Linked DNA regions of Mus musculus: region 1 is linked to region 2. The links are chromatin contacts, called in public Micro-C maps. All regions are on one chromosome and are shown on one strand. Each heading gives the region's core, a stretch centred on a gene start, on an enhancer-like site or on the middle of the called end of the contact. The rest is flanking DNA. Distances are from core to core; before and after follow the strand shown.

Region 1 (6,457 bases), core at 1,277-3,776, 290 kb after region 2:
TGATGTTCTTTGAGGTCGGACTAAACTGGGTATGTGACCTTTCCACAATAGCTGTAGAATCTGAAATCCAAAAATGTAATAGCTAAGAATTTTTTATAAAGATGATGAAAGTTTATCTAGAATTGCTTGTCATGTAGATGAGAGAGCTACTTGTGAATTGATTGAAAATGGTCCAAGGCCGACAGAGTGTGAGGCAGAGACTGGGAAAATGGCAGAGACTAATGATAGTCACTGTTGTGCCAAAGGATATAGGGTATTTTAGGTTTGTGTGATCCTAAGATCCCCAGGTGGCTGACTGCTTTGAGGCGAAGTTGTATAAGGTCTAATGTGCATGTCAAAGGGGTTCGATTGAATAAATTCAAAATATCCTGGAAGAAACATTGAGATAGAAAAGGTTACTAAAGTTATTGAAAAGGACAATCAAATTACACAAAACCAGGGACTGAGAGTTTCTGAAGACCAGGAATGTTCCCCCACATAGAAGGGCCAGAATGAAGCTCATCAGTGGTCAGCTTCACTCTGGCTACTCTTTATAGTATACTTATTCTGTTCATGGAACTATCTTTACTGAGTCAACTTCAACTGCAAGGCTTTTCCTTGAAACTCATAGCATATGTTGAGTGTTTTCGGTGGGCATTTGATCTTATACACTTTGAATTCTTCCTGCTGTGGTTTGGGATAACACTACTTGTTAGCATTTTTTTAAGCTTTGACATGCAAATGAATGGCTCCCTAAACACAGTGTGTACGCTTCTAGTTTAGCAGATGTTTTGAATAGATGTGTGAAAAGGGTAACTTCATTGGCTGACTGAATGCATTCATTAATAGTCATTATCATCATGCCCAGTTAGGGTATCAAAGTGTCTGGCAATGAATGAGAAAGTCATGAACGTAGCATATCATTCAAGAATATAGAACCTATACAATAGAGTAAACGTTCTGCAAATCAACACCTACGTTCATTATGAGTCTTTTTGTCTGTACCGTTTCATTTTATTGTAGACTAAGGTTTGGGTCCAGGTTCAGGTAATGAGGGAGTTTTGTCTGTTTACAGGGGGCCATTTCTGGGTAAAATTTAAAATAAGATTAACTTTTTAATGGCATTATATGCCAGAAATTCTAAACCATAGTAAGGAAAAAATATTTTTTTGCTGGAAAAACTTTACCAAACTAATTGCTAAAGGGTAGAGCTTGCTACTATTGTGTTTTCTTATCACAATGTTGATATGAACAAAAGCTTAGCATAATTTTATTATTTGTCCACAAGTAAGTGGACTGCTACATGGATGCTTATACTAGAATACCAAGTTGTATATTTGGTCCGTAACTCTGTGACAAGCATCCATTTAGAGAGTGAATTTGGAGTACTTAGGATGCTGGGTACTTGATTTAAGCCCAGAGTTATCTTCAGCCCATAAGATAGTACCTTGTACATTTGCATGAAATTTGTAGACTCAAGATGAAAACTTTTGGTGTCACAGTTGTGTGTATGAGAATATAGGAAAATCACCCTCTGATTTTGGTGAAGCTCACTTACATGGCAATATACTTTTATGTTCCTGAATCTTCAGGAATGTGCATCACAAGATACACATTCAGATTTCTGTGTTCTTATTTTATGTGACAATCTTTTCTAGTTTGACTTAATTGTCAATTTGACACATACCACCTAGAGTTATCTGAGGAAAACCTCTACCGAGGAATTGCATAAATCAGATTGAATATATCTCTCATGATTATTAATTAATAGAGGAGGGACCAACCCATTGCAGGTGACACCATTTGTAGGTAGGTAGTCCTGGACTCTATAAGAGAGCTAACTAAGCATAAATTTATGAGCAGTATTTCTCTCTGGTTTCTCCTTCAAGTTCCTACCTTGTGTTCCTGTTCTCACGCCTCTCAGTGGTAGACTTTTCCATCTCCTAGGTCACTTTGTGTTTGGAGTGTTTTATTACAGCAACAGAAAAGAACTTAGAAAAGTAATTTTTATTTTATTTTTTAGTTTTCATATTAGCCAATGTCCTTCTGAGATTATTACTAGAAGGAATAGTCAGAAGCGCACAAAAAAGAATCCACTTCTGGTATCAACTGTCTTTGGTACTCCACTGCAGTAGACATTTCAGAGTTGAGCAGTTCTTGTCTCCTGGGCCTTAGGATATCTAGAGAGAGTAGGAAAAAATAGACACTATAAGATACATCCACAGACGCTACCACAGTGTTTCCAGAGTACATCAAGAGAGACTGATAAAACACTAGACATATCTGAACTTGCAGAGCAGGGCAAGAAGTGACTTCTAATCTGCACATGGGCATCTGGGCCATTTTCCTAGACATAAACAGAAATGGATGGTCTGTATAAGTAAAGATGATAAATTAAGTGGCACCCCTGATTGAGGGAATCCCCCAGACAGTTTCAGAGAAGGAAATGATAGATGTGGATGAAGAACAGTAAGTAGATAGTGGGAAGTGTTCGGGCTCACTGATCACTGGCTCTCTGGGGGACATTTATCAAACGTGTTTGCCTGAGCCCTGCTTGTGAGCATGTAAGTGAGGTCACTGCGGCCTCTCAATATCAGTTATGTTTTGACTTCCCTCCCTCAAAGGGATTTTAATTTCAGTCTGCTTGGAAACCTCTTCACAGTGAAAGAAAATAAGACACTAAGTGCTTGAGATGTAGGAGTTGAAAGCATTCCTCCTCACATTGAGTATCTGACTTAGCAATTAAGAGCACTTGCTACTTTTGCAAAGGGACTAGGTTTGGTCTCAGCACCCAGGCCAGGCATATCACAGCTCCCTGGAACTTCAGCTCCTAGGGGCTCCTAGGGGCTCCTAGGGGATATGACACTCACTCTCTTTTGGCCTCTCAAAAGAACATACACACACATAGAGAGACAGAGACAGAGAAACAGGGGAAGAATTATAAATAAAAAATAAATGAAAAGTCTATTTAACTTAGTAGCCAATGGAAACTCATTTTCTTTATACTTTCAATACATTAGCTTTAAAGGAAAAAAATAACATGCTGCATGATTTTGTCATTGTTAATGGATATTTTTGGATACTCTCATTTGTATCTGAGCCAGTGGTATTTATTGCTCATATTTCTAGATCATCTAAAAGACAACTTTCAAATGAAGAAAAACTAAAGTACGAAAAGCAAGAAATATATAAAATGTTGAGGAATTCAGTATTGAGCTGTTGCTGGCAATTCATGGCCATTTCTAGAAAATTACTCTTTTTTTTTTTTTTTCAAGGAAAGAAAAACCTATAATCCATGAGGCAGAAAGATACTGCCTCAAACTGAGTCTTGTATTTTTAAATTAGATGGCAAGTTTCACTGGTTTTAACTCAGGGCCAGTATTTTTATACAGCTGGATGCCAAATAAAATACAGGTCACTTAAGCATATTTGAATTTCAAACAAAAATGAGTCAATTTTTGTTTAAATTTGTGGGATTAAACATAGTTTGAAAAGTGGCTTGTTTATCTGAAATTCAAAGTTAACTGGTGCATTTTATAATTGTTTGTTATGTCTTGAAACTTCAGCCTTGTAACTCACTAAGCCAAAAAATACTCAACACAAAGTAAGGAAAATAGTGAACGACTATGTTTGAAGGTATGAAAAACAAAAATAGACCCTTCCTTTTCCCAGTCAAAGGTAAAGGTTAAAGAGCCGATTTGGCTATCAAAGAAATGCGTGTTTAGTTCCCTGGTTGGTCTGTGTGCTAGGTACACAGGGTTAAAGTTCATATTCCTCCCCTTGTCTTGAGACAGTGTTCTTGCTTTAAGTTACCATCCAGAATCATGACCCTTAATCTTCAGGGATGTCTCACAGTGCAGCAGCCATAGTACTGGGGGATGACTAGGAATGCTGATTCCTAGGCCTCCCACACCCAGCTGAAAATGGGTTCCTTTGAGTTTAGTAGGCTCATAATAAAGCATGAACACTTAAATGCAAAGCTTGCAAACATGCTTAATGAAAGAAATCATAAAATATTTTAAGAAAGAAAAAGAAAAAGAAAGAGAGGGAGAGAGACAGAGACAGAGAGACAGAGAGAGAAGTCAGCCTGTTGGAGACCAGTGAGCACCAGGTGAGGTTGTACTACTGAAAAGAGACTATGGTCTTAAAAGGTTTTAAAAGAATATTCAACATCTGTTTCCATCAGTTGCTGGGTGTGGCCTCTCTATAACAGTTATGCTAGGCTCCTGTCAGTAAGTATAGCAGAATATAATTAATAGTGTCAGGGGTGGGCTCCCTATCATGGCATGGGTCTCAAGCTGGACCAGTCATTGATTCATCCTTCTCTCGAGTGCTGCACCATTTTAACCCCTGCACATCTTGTAAGCAGGACAAAGGGAAAGTAGAAGGTTTTGTTCATTGCACTGACCTAGACACTCTGCATATATGTAATTAATTAATTACAGCAGTTGTGCAGCTTGGTCCTCATGTGGGACTCCTAACAGCAGGAGCAGGGACTGTCTCTGACCCTGTTGCCTGCCTTTGGGACCCTTTCCCCACACTGTACTGCCTTTTTTAAACCTCAATGGAAGAAGCCCCAGTCTTACTGCAGCTTGATATGCTAAGGCTGGGTGATATCCATGGGAGAGCTCCTCTTTTTTACAGAGAGAGGAAGGAGGAATGGATAGGGGGAGGTAAAGGAGGGAAGGACTGGGAGAGGAGTAGGGAGGGGAAACTTCGATCAGGATGTAAAATTTATATATTTAAAGAAAATAGTTTTTAAGAGGAGAGTAAGTAGAAACCAACCTCTCTATTCTTCAGTTCCTTTCATTTTCCAGATGAGGAAACATAACAAAGAACCCACCACTTCCTTTTCCTAAGCCTTGTGTTTGGGAGTGATTCCAACCACTTGCCACTTCAGGTACTCACAGAGGAAAGCAATAGGAAATACAAGGACCTCAACTTTATGCTTGTCAAAGACTGCTGTGCACTTTGCTAACCTAAGTGCTGATTATTTTCCTTCCCAGGGCTATTTAAGCCCGGAGAGACCTGTCTATGTCCTCTGTGCCCCTGAGAACAGGTCTCCAGGAACTGTTTTGTGCACACTGCTAGCTGAATGGACCCCACAGGTTTGTTTGTGGATCAACTAATTATCTCGCCATTGACCATTGAGACGGATTTGGACGACTCTTCAGTTACTAGTGCTGAAGGAGTAATTAAGAATTCAGCCTACCTGACTTACCCCAAGTGCCACAAATCACTGTGAATATTTTCTTCTGAATGTAATTAATCACATAACTTCTCAGAAATTAAATGGAAGGCTACCTGACTGTCTGAGGGTGCTATACTCTGGTTATCTGTAATAGATTCACACTACATTCTGGTTTGAATATAGGGTTTTCAACATGCATTCTGCTTTACAAGCAAGTGACCCTGGAGTATCTTCCAGTTCCTATAATACTTTGAATTGGCCATTCTTAAAAGAAAATAGATTTGCCAATGCCTGGGTCTCAAGGAAGAAGCTCAAAGGATCTCTTCCCTATATGGCTGCTTCACTGTCATCAGACATGTGAGTTCACTATGGGACCAAATCAGTGCCCAGGTTTCCAGTCTCCTCTGTCCATGTCCTCCTCAGCCCATTGGGTCCATGTTTCACACTGCAGCACCAACACTAAGGACTTTTCTATGAGATCAAATACTTACTCGTCCACTTAAAGTCATAGTTAACTATTATTTTCCTCTAAACATGTAGTGGAACAGCTGCAGACAGATACAGAATAACAACTTCAGTAAATACCAATGAATGTAACTTTCCTACATATTTAGGATTTATATAATAAACCAAAACAGGATGGGTTGTAGTTCAGTAATCACAACACAGAGGTTTTATTATTGCTGTTATTATTCTCTTTACCCAGATTCTAAGCAATTCAGGACAATTATAAAGATCCTAGATTCTTGAAGGAAACATTGAATACAAGTTTGAAGATAGGAAAAAAAGTTCCAAAGACATCACATGACTTAGTCACCATAGTGTGGTCTCAGAATGACATTGCCCATGTCTTTGTGGAGGTCTTATAAAGGACAGCAGATTTTTGGCAAAGTTTTTCCACTTTCCTTTGGGTTTTTTAGTTATGAAACAGAGGCATCAAGGGAACTGTGAAAGAACAGAAAAAAAAATAGAATAAATCTCCTCCATACCAAACACAGACTAAAGATTTGGTTCATGCATATCCCAGACATGCTGGAAGTGATAGCATAAGGTTTTGTTTGTTTGTTTGTTTTGTTTTGTTTTGTTTGTCATGTCCTTCATGAAGCAAAATTTTTGTGGTGTGGAGCCTTTCTTTTGTGGCATTTTGTCAATGCTACAAATATTTTTCAAACATTCGGCTTTTCCGTTTATAGCACTTAACTTGCATGTATTCTAACACATTACTATGAGAAATGCCATTTCTTTTATATAAGATTTTTAAGTTTTGTATGAATGATGACTATCTTG
Region 2 (7,050 bases), core at 2,775-5,274:
TAACAAGTATTTAAAACCTTCTCATCTGAACAGATTACAATGTGATAAATTAAATGCTTACATTCTGCTTCAGCTGCTCCTGAATAGCACATAAAGTAGAAGCAGGGAGAGCAACGGAAAAGCTCAGCCTCCCTCCCTGCTCTGCTTGTGACCACCACGGTAAAGCAGGAGCCGGTTCTGCACAGTTCATTGTCCCCTGTGCTGGTGACTGATGGCAAGTACCCTGTGCTTCTCTCTGGCCATAAATGGTCTAAATAAAGTGTTTCTTTCCTCCTTTCCAATTGCAGATGTCCAATACAGTGATAACATCAGTGCCTTTAGATGGAGAAATTAAATTCTCATCCTCCAGTTTAGCTGTTGGTTAACCTGAGCCTCTTCCTAAGATAGATGCTGTCTATTATCATTTTCTACTGCTGCTGCTGCTGCTGCTGCTGCTACTACTACTACTACTACTACTACTACTGCTACAACTTTTATTTTTAGAAGGGTGAAGCAGTTCTATTGCTGGATTTAGAGAATCTGCATGAAGCAACGATCCTTTTTTCAAGGCAGATCAGGCTATGAGAGATTAAGAGCCCCATGTTTTACGAAACATAGCTAGCTTGTGGCAGAGCCCGGAATTCTAATTGCCTCTGAAGCAATAGTTGGGAAACAACAAGTGCAGGTGGATCTTGTCCTCAGCCTGAGTGATGAAAGGCTCACGAGTAGGTAGAGTTTAAAGTCACCACATTCTCTGTGGGATTCAGAAGGAAGACCACCAAACTGAGGGCAAACAGGAATGAGCAAAAGGAATATTGAATAGACTAGTTTTTTTTTTTTTTGCCATCAATAAATCAAATACAAACTGAGCAAATTGATGATGCTTATTTTTTAATTGAAGAAAGCTTTGAGCTACCAGAAGTTTTAAAACAGGAGACAGAGGCTTGGCCTGGATCATGTAAGAGAATTCATAAAAATAGTTGATGCTTTCCTGTACTATAGTGTTAGAATCAGGCTTCTGAAGATAGTGTACTTATGGAGTAAGTGGATCATTAAAACATCTTCTTTAAAAAAACAAATATTTCCTGAAAGGACATATATAAGATTGGTGGTGCTCTTAGTGGCAGAACACAAGCTAACGGCCACTGTGACATAGTGAAGAAGCAAAGCCATGTCCACAGGATGCCGTAGCATTTGGGAGTACAGAGGCTTTATTGTATCAAGTTGGATGTGCTTCACAGTGTCTGGACATTCTGTGAGATGCTTCTCTAGGGACAATCTGGTCAGCTATGAAATGCATTTGATGCATTGGGACAGCAAATGAAAAATTTCATGTTACTAGTGTAAACTTAAAATACTAAAGTGGCCCATTATTAAATATAATGTTATTTGCATCATTCAGTGTATATACAAGCTAAAAAAAGACATCAAGCATAACTATATAAAGGATCCTAATTACTTGTAACAGTGTCCTTTGAAAACTCTTTTTTTAATCAATGTAGTATATAAAATTCTTATCCGAACAGTGGAAATGAAAGTCCATCTAAGGAGACACTTTGGCATTAATTGGCATAGCTTTTACACTTAGAGTGTTCTGCTCATTTTCATTTGCACAAAACCCTTATTAAGAAAGGACATTATCTTGCATGTAGGCACTTGCTAAAAGAATGCAGCTTGCTGACAGAGAATATTTTAAACTGACACTCTCACCGTGAGCCTGTTTTAAAAACATCTGCTGTTTGGGAGAATTAGAACTGGCTAATAACAGTGACTATAATTAATAGTCTATTGCTTTAAGGGAAACAATTAACAAATTGGGCTGAATATTAATCTACTCAACTAATAAACAAGAAACAAAAGGAATTCAGAGAACAGACAAAGAAAGTAGTATGTGTTTTCTCCATGAGTCTTTTGTTTTTTTTTTTTTTTTTTTTTTTTTTTTTTCGAGACAGGATTTCTCTGTATAGCTCTGGCTGCCCTGGAATTCACTTTGTAGACCAGGCTGGCCCTCAAACTCAGAAATCCGCCTGCCTTTGCCTCCCAAGTGCTGGGATTAAAGGCATGCTCCATGAGTCATTTTTAAAGGATGATAGGTTTCACATGTCATCTGTTTGATATATACCTGAGTCTGATTATACTGGTTTTGCATCATAAGACTTGGTTGTTTTGTCTTTCTCTCCTTCCTGTCAGTATTGAAACTTGAAGTATGGTTACTGCATATTAAAACGCTCAAGAATGCCATTCTAAATAACATACTCCTGGGGTGAGTGCCGCAGTAGTCTTAAGAATGCTAAATAAAGGCACGTCAGCTCCATCCTAATACTAGAAAGGCCTTGTTTGAAGTCAGAGGTTTCTTACACGCAGTAATTTCAGATACTCTTGGGATTAATGTATGACCTCTTTACACACAGCGACATTCAAACACATCTTATAGCATCTCCATATACTTCAAGTGCACACTAGTGTTGGCATTGCTATCTCGTTGCTGTGGGCTTCATCCTAGTTCCTAACATCCTTACTTTCAAATAAGACAACATTTCTTCTTGTCTCTACTTTCATTCTTTACCGACACTGAGGCCTAACTTCAGTGGTTATCCATGGCTGGCTAGTATCTTGGTTTCCTTACAAATGGCACTCTATGCTTATTAATGGCATTTTCCAAGTCCCTGCAGGCATTGGACTATGTTCTGACCTTTGAAATCTCTTCTAGAACACAAGATTTTAGTGCTTAATGGTTCAAAGTAGCTAACTCTCATGTATTAATTTTTATTTTCATTGCAGTGAATATTTGCCTTACTTACATATGTATGAGGTCTACATTTTGACATTCATTGAAAAATATAATTTCAGATGTGATACTTTGTGAAAATTATATTATTAAATGTCATAGAAAAAAATGATCATAAGATACTAATGGAACATTTAACAAAGTATAGACTATGAATAGTTATATAGTTCAGAAGGTCAGTTTCTACTCTGTTGGCCACCTTCCTCATCATTAAAAAATGAGTCCCTCTCTTCTTCTGGAACATGAAGGTTTAGATTTATATATCTGAAAAGAATTTACAAAAGATGTCCCTTCCTTTCACAGAGTGTCTGGTCTGATGTGCTTTGTCACAAAACCAAGCACTGCCATTGGACTTCACTGTTAGCTATATTTTCTTTCTTTGGAGTCTCCATTCTTCTTAAGGATTTTTTTTTTTTCTTAAGATTGTGTTCCATCATTAAAAGCTTCAGTGGAATTGGCTCAGGACTGCCAATGTGGGCTATTTCCAGTAAAAAGCTGCAGCTAGCCAATGAAGGAAAGAAGCTAAAATCCAGTCAGCATTCCATGTGCCAAGCACAGTGCCCTAGGAGCAGTCCCAACAATGCATGTAAAAATCCCACCCAGAGGACATCTGATTCTAATTTACACAAAGACACTCTGCAGGCTAGCAGAGTCCCTGGAGCTAAACTAATGCTGCCTCACTGTGAATTGAGGGACAGTTTGCCAGTGTGTTTAAAAGCTTGTCATAACTTATCCTTTATGGGGCTGTTCCAGTAGGGCGGAGTTATGTATGTGTTGGGATAGAGGCAATTAGACACACTTCAGTGATAGTTTTATTTACTTGCTGTTTGTTCAAGCCCTGGTGCTGGGGATCTGAGGGGGAAGGTTTATTAGAAGCAAACTCCCTTTGTGAGCCCTCATTCAATTAGATTTGAGCTTCCTGGACTCCACCTGTGAAGAAGTGGTCGGAGGCGGCCCCTCTTGTGACCGACAGTGTTTGTGTTTTCTGCTAATAAAGTTTTGAATGGATCATACCACATGGACTTGATGTCTTAATTTTGTTGGATGGACACATTCAAGAACAGAGAGTAAACAATTGGCGCCTTGCTCAGGGATGTCTGAGCATGTACCTCCCTCGCTTAGGGATTTTGTAATAAAATACAGCTCAGTGATTCAAAAACTAAAACATGTTTTTAAAGCTCCTAAAGTTGATCCAAAGTGCCAGAATTTCCCAGCTTGGCCTGGCTTCAAGGCCATGAGAGCTCAGACCTTGACTCATGGAACCATTTCCTTATTAACAGACATAGTGTTTCACATACTTGAGGCTTGAAAAAAACAACTGGACTTCAGCCTCTCCAGCGCAAAGCTCTTCTCAACTCTTTTGTTTTTGAGGCAGGCAGGGTTTCAAAGGAAATCTTGTGTCTGTCTATATTGTTTATTCTCAACTTATCCCAAATGCTCTGGCTTATGTATGGAAAATCCCTTGAGTTGTTTTCTAAGTTGTTCAGTCTTTTCTTGTTTAAGAGCAGGAAGCTGCAGATTGTCAGTAGTCAGAAGAAAGCGTGCTGTTGAGCACTAGCTCTGCTGCGGAGGACCATGATTTATGTATTTCTGAGCTGATTACTCTCAGTAAGAGTCTACCCCCAAATATCATATAAGACTAAGAAATCCTCTTAGATGCACTATCAGAAAAGTCTTACACAGGATAATGTCTATCTAAGCTATTTTAATATTCATTTTATCCGCCGGGCAGTGGTGGCGCATGCCTTTAATCCCAGCACTTGGGAGGCAGAGGCAGGTGGATTTCTGAGTTCGAGGCCAACCTGGTCTACAAAGTGAGTTCCAGGATAGCCAGGGCTATACAGAGAAACCCTATCTCGGAAAACAAACAAACAAACAAACAAAAAGACAAAACAAAAAAATTCATTTTATCCTATTTCGGGGTGGTTTTACCTGCCTGTATGTCAGCACATTATGCACATGCAATTCCCATGGAGGCCAGCAGAGGGCACCAGATACCCCAGGAATGATTTTACAGCTGGTTTTGATCCATCATGTGGGTGCAGGGAATTGAACATTGGTTCTCTAGAAAAAAATAAAAGGTGCTATTGACTTCCGTGTGACTTCTCCAGCCCTGCCTAGATGATTTTGTCAAAACATTAATGCATCTATCTGCAACTCAGTGTTTTTGGCAGAGTTGTAGAAGCATAAAAGTATCAAAGAATTTATATACTGTTTCTTTGTAGCTATGCTATCCTGAGGGCTTGGCATAATTATTATTTGTGTATATCAAATAGAATAATTTCATTTAATGGCACAGATAAGATTCTATTATCTGTTTTATATGCTGCTAAAGAAGGTATATATCATTCATAACAAATTTCTAATTAATATTTAAGTGAACTGTCCATTTTTAATATTCACATAATACGTTATATTGTAAGCTGTCCTTATTCAGAGTCATTCCTGTTCACCTTGTTAAATCTTAAAATCAGTGCTCAATGACCTTGGGTTAAACATGTCTCTAAATACACTTTCCTTCCTTTTTACATTATGACCCTAGGCTGAGCACGCTCAGGAATGTACTGCTTAGCCAAGCATACTCAGGGATCTGTGTTCAGTGAATTGCTTTCCCGAATGAATATGTAAAGGCTCCCTCAAGAAAATCCCCATATTCCATGAGCTAAGCCCTCTAACCTAACGTGTGTCGCTCAGAACAGTGTCTACTCTTTTGGGTCATTCCTTGAGTGCTTGGTTTGTTTCTGTAGTAAGTGTCCTGTGAGCCCATTGCTATGACATACTTACATACAGGAGCCTAACATGGCCCTCATGAGAGACCCTACCAGTGGCTCACTTACACCCAACCATTGGACTGAAATCCCGGATCCCTATTGTTGAATTAGGGGAAGGATTAAAGAAGCTGAAATGGAGACCCCTATAGGGAGACCAGCAGTCTCGACTAACCTAGACCCCAGGGAGCTCTCTGAGACTGATCCACCAACCAGGAGCATACAGGGGCTTGTTTGTGGCCCTTGGCAAATATGTAGCAGAGGTTGGCCTGATCAGGCCTCAGTGGGAGAAGATGTGCTTAGTCCTTGAGAGACTTGAGGCTGCAGAGAAAGGGGAGGCCTGGTGGGAAGGGAGCACCCCTCAGGCAAGCCTGAGGAGGAAGGGATGAGGAGCTGTGAGAGGGCAGAATGACAGGGCAGCAGCCACTGGACTGGAAATAAATAAAATATTTTTTTTTCAAAGTGCTAAGTCAGCTCCCCTGCCACTGGTTTCTGTATTTACTTTTTAAAAAATTATATTGGTACCCATGTGTTTGCCTGTGATGCAGTGAAGGGTCGAAGCTCATGATTTCAGCTTTGCTTTACGCTTTAGGTGGCAGAAAATATATGCTGGGCTATGCTTTATTGTCACCCCGCAGAGATACAATAATGGCTTCTTCTGATGACCATGCCTTTGTATTTCCTACCTCTCCATGCCTTTTCAGAAGTTGACAGAAAATGGATTCAAAATCAGGGGCAGAGTTAAAGGTCTGCAAGTGGTGGCTGTGTAAATACGTCTGTGGCCCTGCTGCCACCAACACTGCTAACTCACTTAAGCTCAGGAGGTGACACCAGCAAGCTCTATTTAACATCAAAGTGCCACGGTGAGCCAGCAGGTCCTGCAGGAAAGTCTGCCAGGCTTGTTGCTCCTCAATCAGAACCATCAGGCAGCTGAGGGCCAGGAAGTCTCTGCACACCAGTGAATTTATAAGCTGCTGGTACATGGCAGAAGTCACACGGTGGTGTGCTAAGTGGGCTTTAGGTGGACAGTCTGTGGGTCATAAAGACAGACCTGCCTTTACAGGTGTCGAGTACAGGTGTCGAGTGAGTTCAGTGAGAGGTACCTTTGGTCTGCATCTTTTTTGTTTTCTTTTTATTTGCTTATGATGTTGGTAAATGACACTTATCTCCCTATCTTTGAAAATAAAGTCTATATGAGCACTTCCTCATTGACTTTTATGTCAAATTCTATTTGAATTAGCAAGCCAGCAACTTTCTCAGGCACACTTTCGTCCCTTCTAAGATTGGGGAAAACAGGCCATCACAGAGTTAGTTTCATCTGATCCCTTTTAGTAGTGAGGAGTCTGAAAATACATTCGTGGAAAATGAGAAGTTCAAGGTTGCTATAGCCTAACTCATAGTCGGTAGTGAAGGTCTTTAAATCTGGGATAAGAAGCCAGGGCGGATTTATTCTGGGCACTGAACGCTATTTTATGACTTCAGCTTTGCTTACTGAGATAGAAATGAATGTTGGAG

Evidence for each region. Hi-C and Micro-C count contacts between places; a contact is called where the count stands out from the background.
Region 1: a contact with region 2 is called in a Micro-C map of granulosa cells, with 2.3 times the contacts expected there. The contact joins two enhancer-like sites. A contact is called at or near these places in 2 of 484 Hi-C or Micro-C datasets (granulosa cells and uterus) and 1 of 115 datasets of contacts at active chromatin or transcription factors (fibro-adipogenic progenitors).

What each region holds. Positions count from the first base shown.
Region 1 is chr2:16,741,280-16,747,736 of GRCm38.p6, forward strand. The region is part of intron 13 of Plxdc2 (plexin domain containing 2); the gene reads left to right. Among named protein-coding and RNA genes, the nearest start is that of 4930515L03Rik, 270 kb to the right of the region's middle. Within about 2 kb of position 2,527, at least 5 of the 459 cell types and tissues checked have an H3K27ac peak or open chromatin away from gene starts, as enhancers often do. A contact at or near this core is called in granulosa cells, where this site is marked.
Region 2 is chr2:16,447,512-16,454,561 of GRCm38.p6, forward strand. All of the region lies in intron 1 of Plxdc2 (plexin domain containing 2), which reads left to right. Among named protein-coding and RNA genes, the nearest start is that of Plxdc2, 95 kb to the left of the region's middle. Within about 2 kb of position 4,025, at least 72 of the 459 cell types and tissues checked have an H3K27ac peak or open chromatin away from gene starts, as enhancers often do. A contact at or near this core is called in granulosa cells, where this site is marked.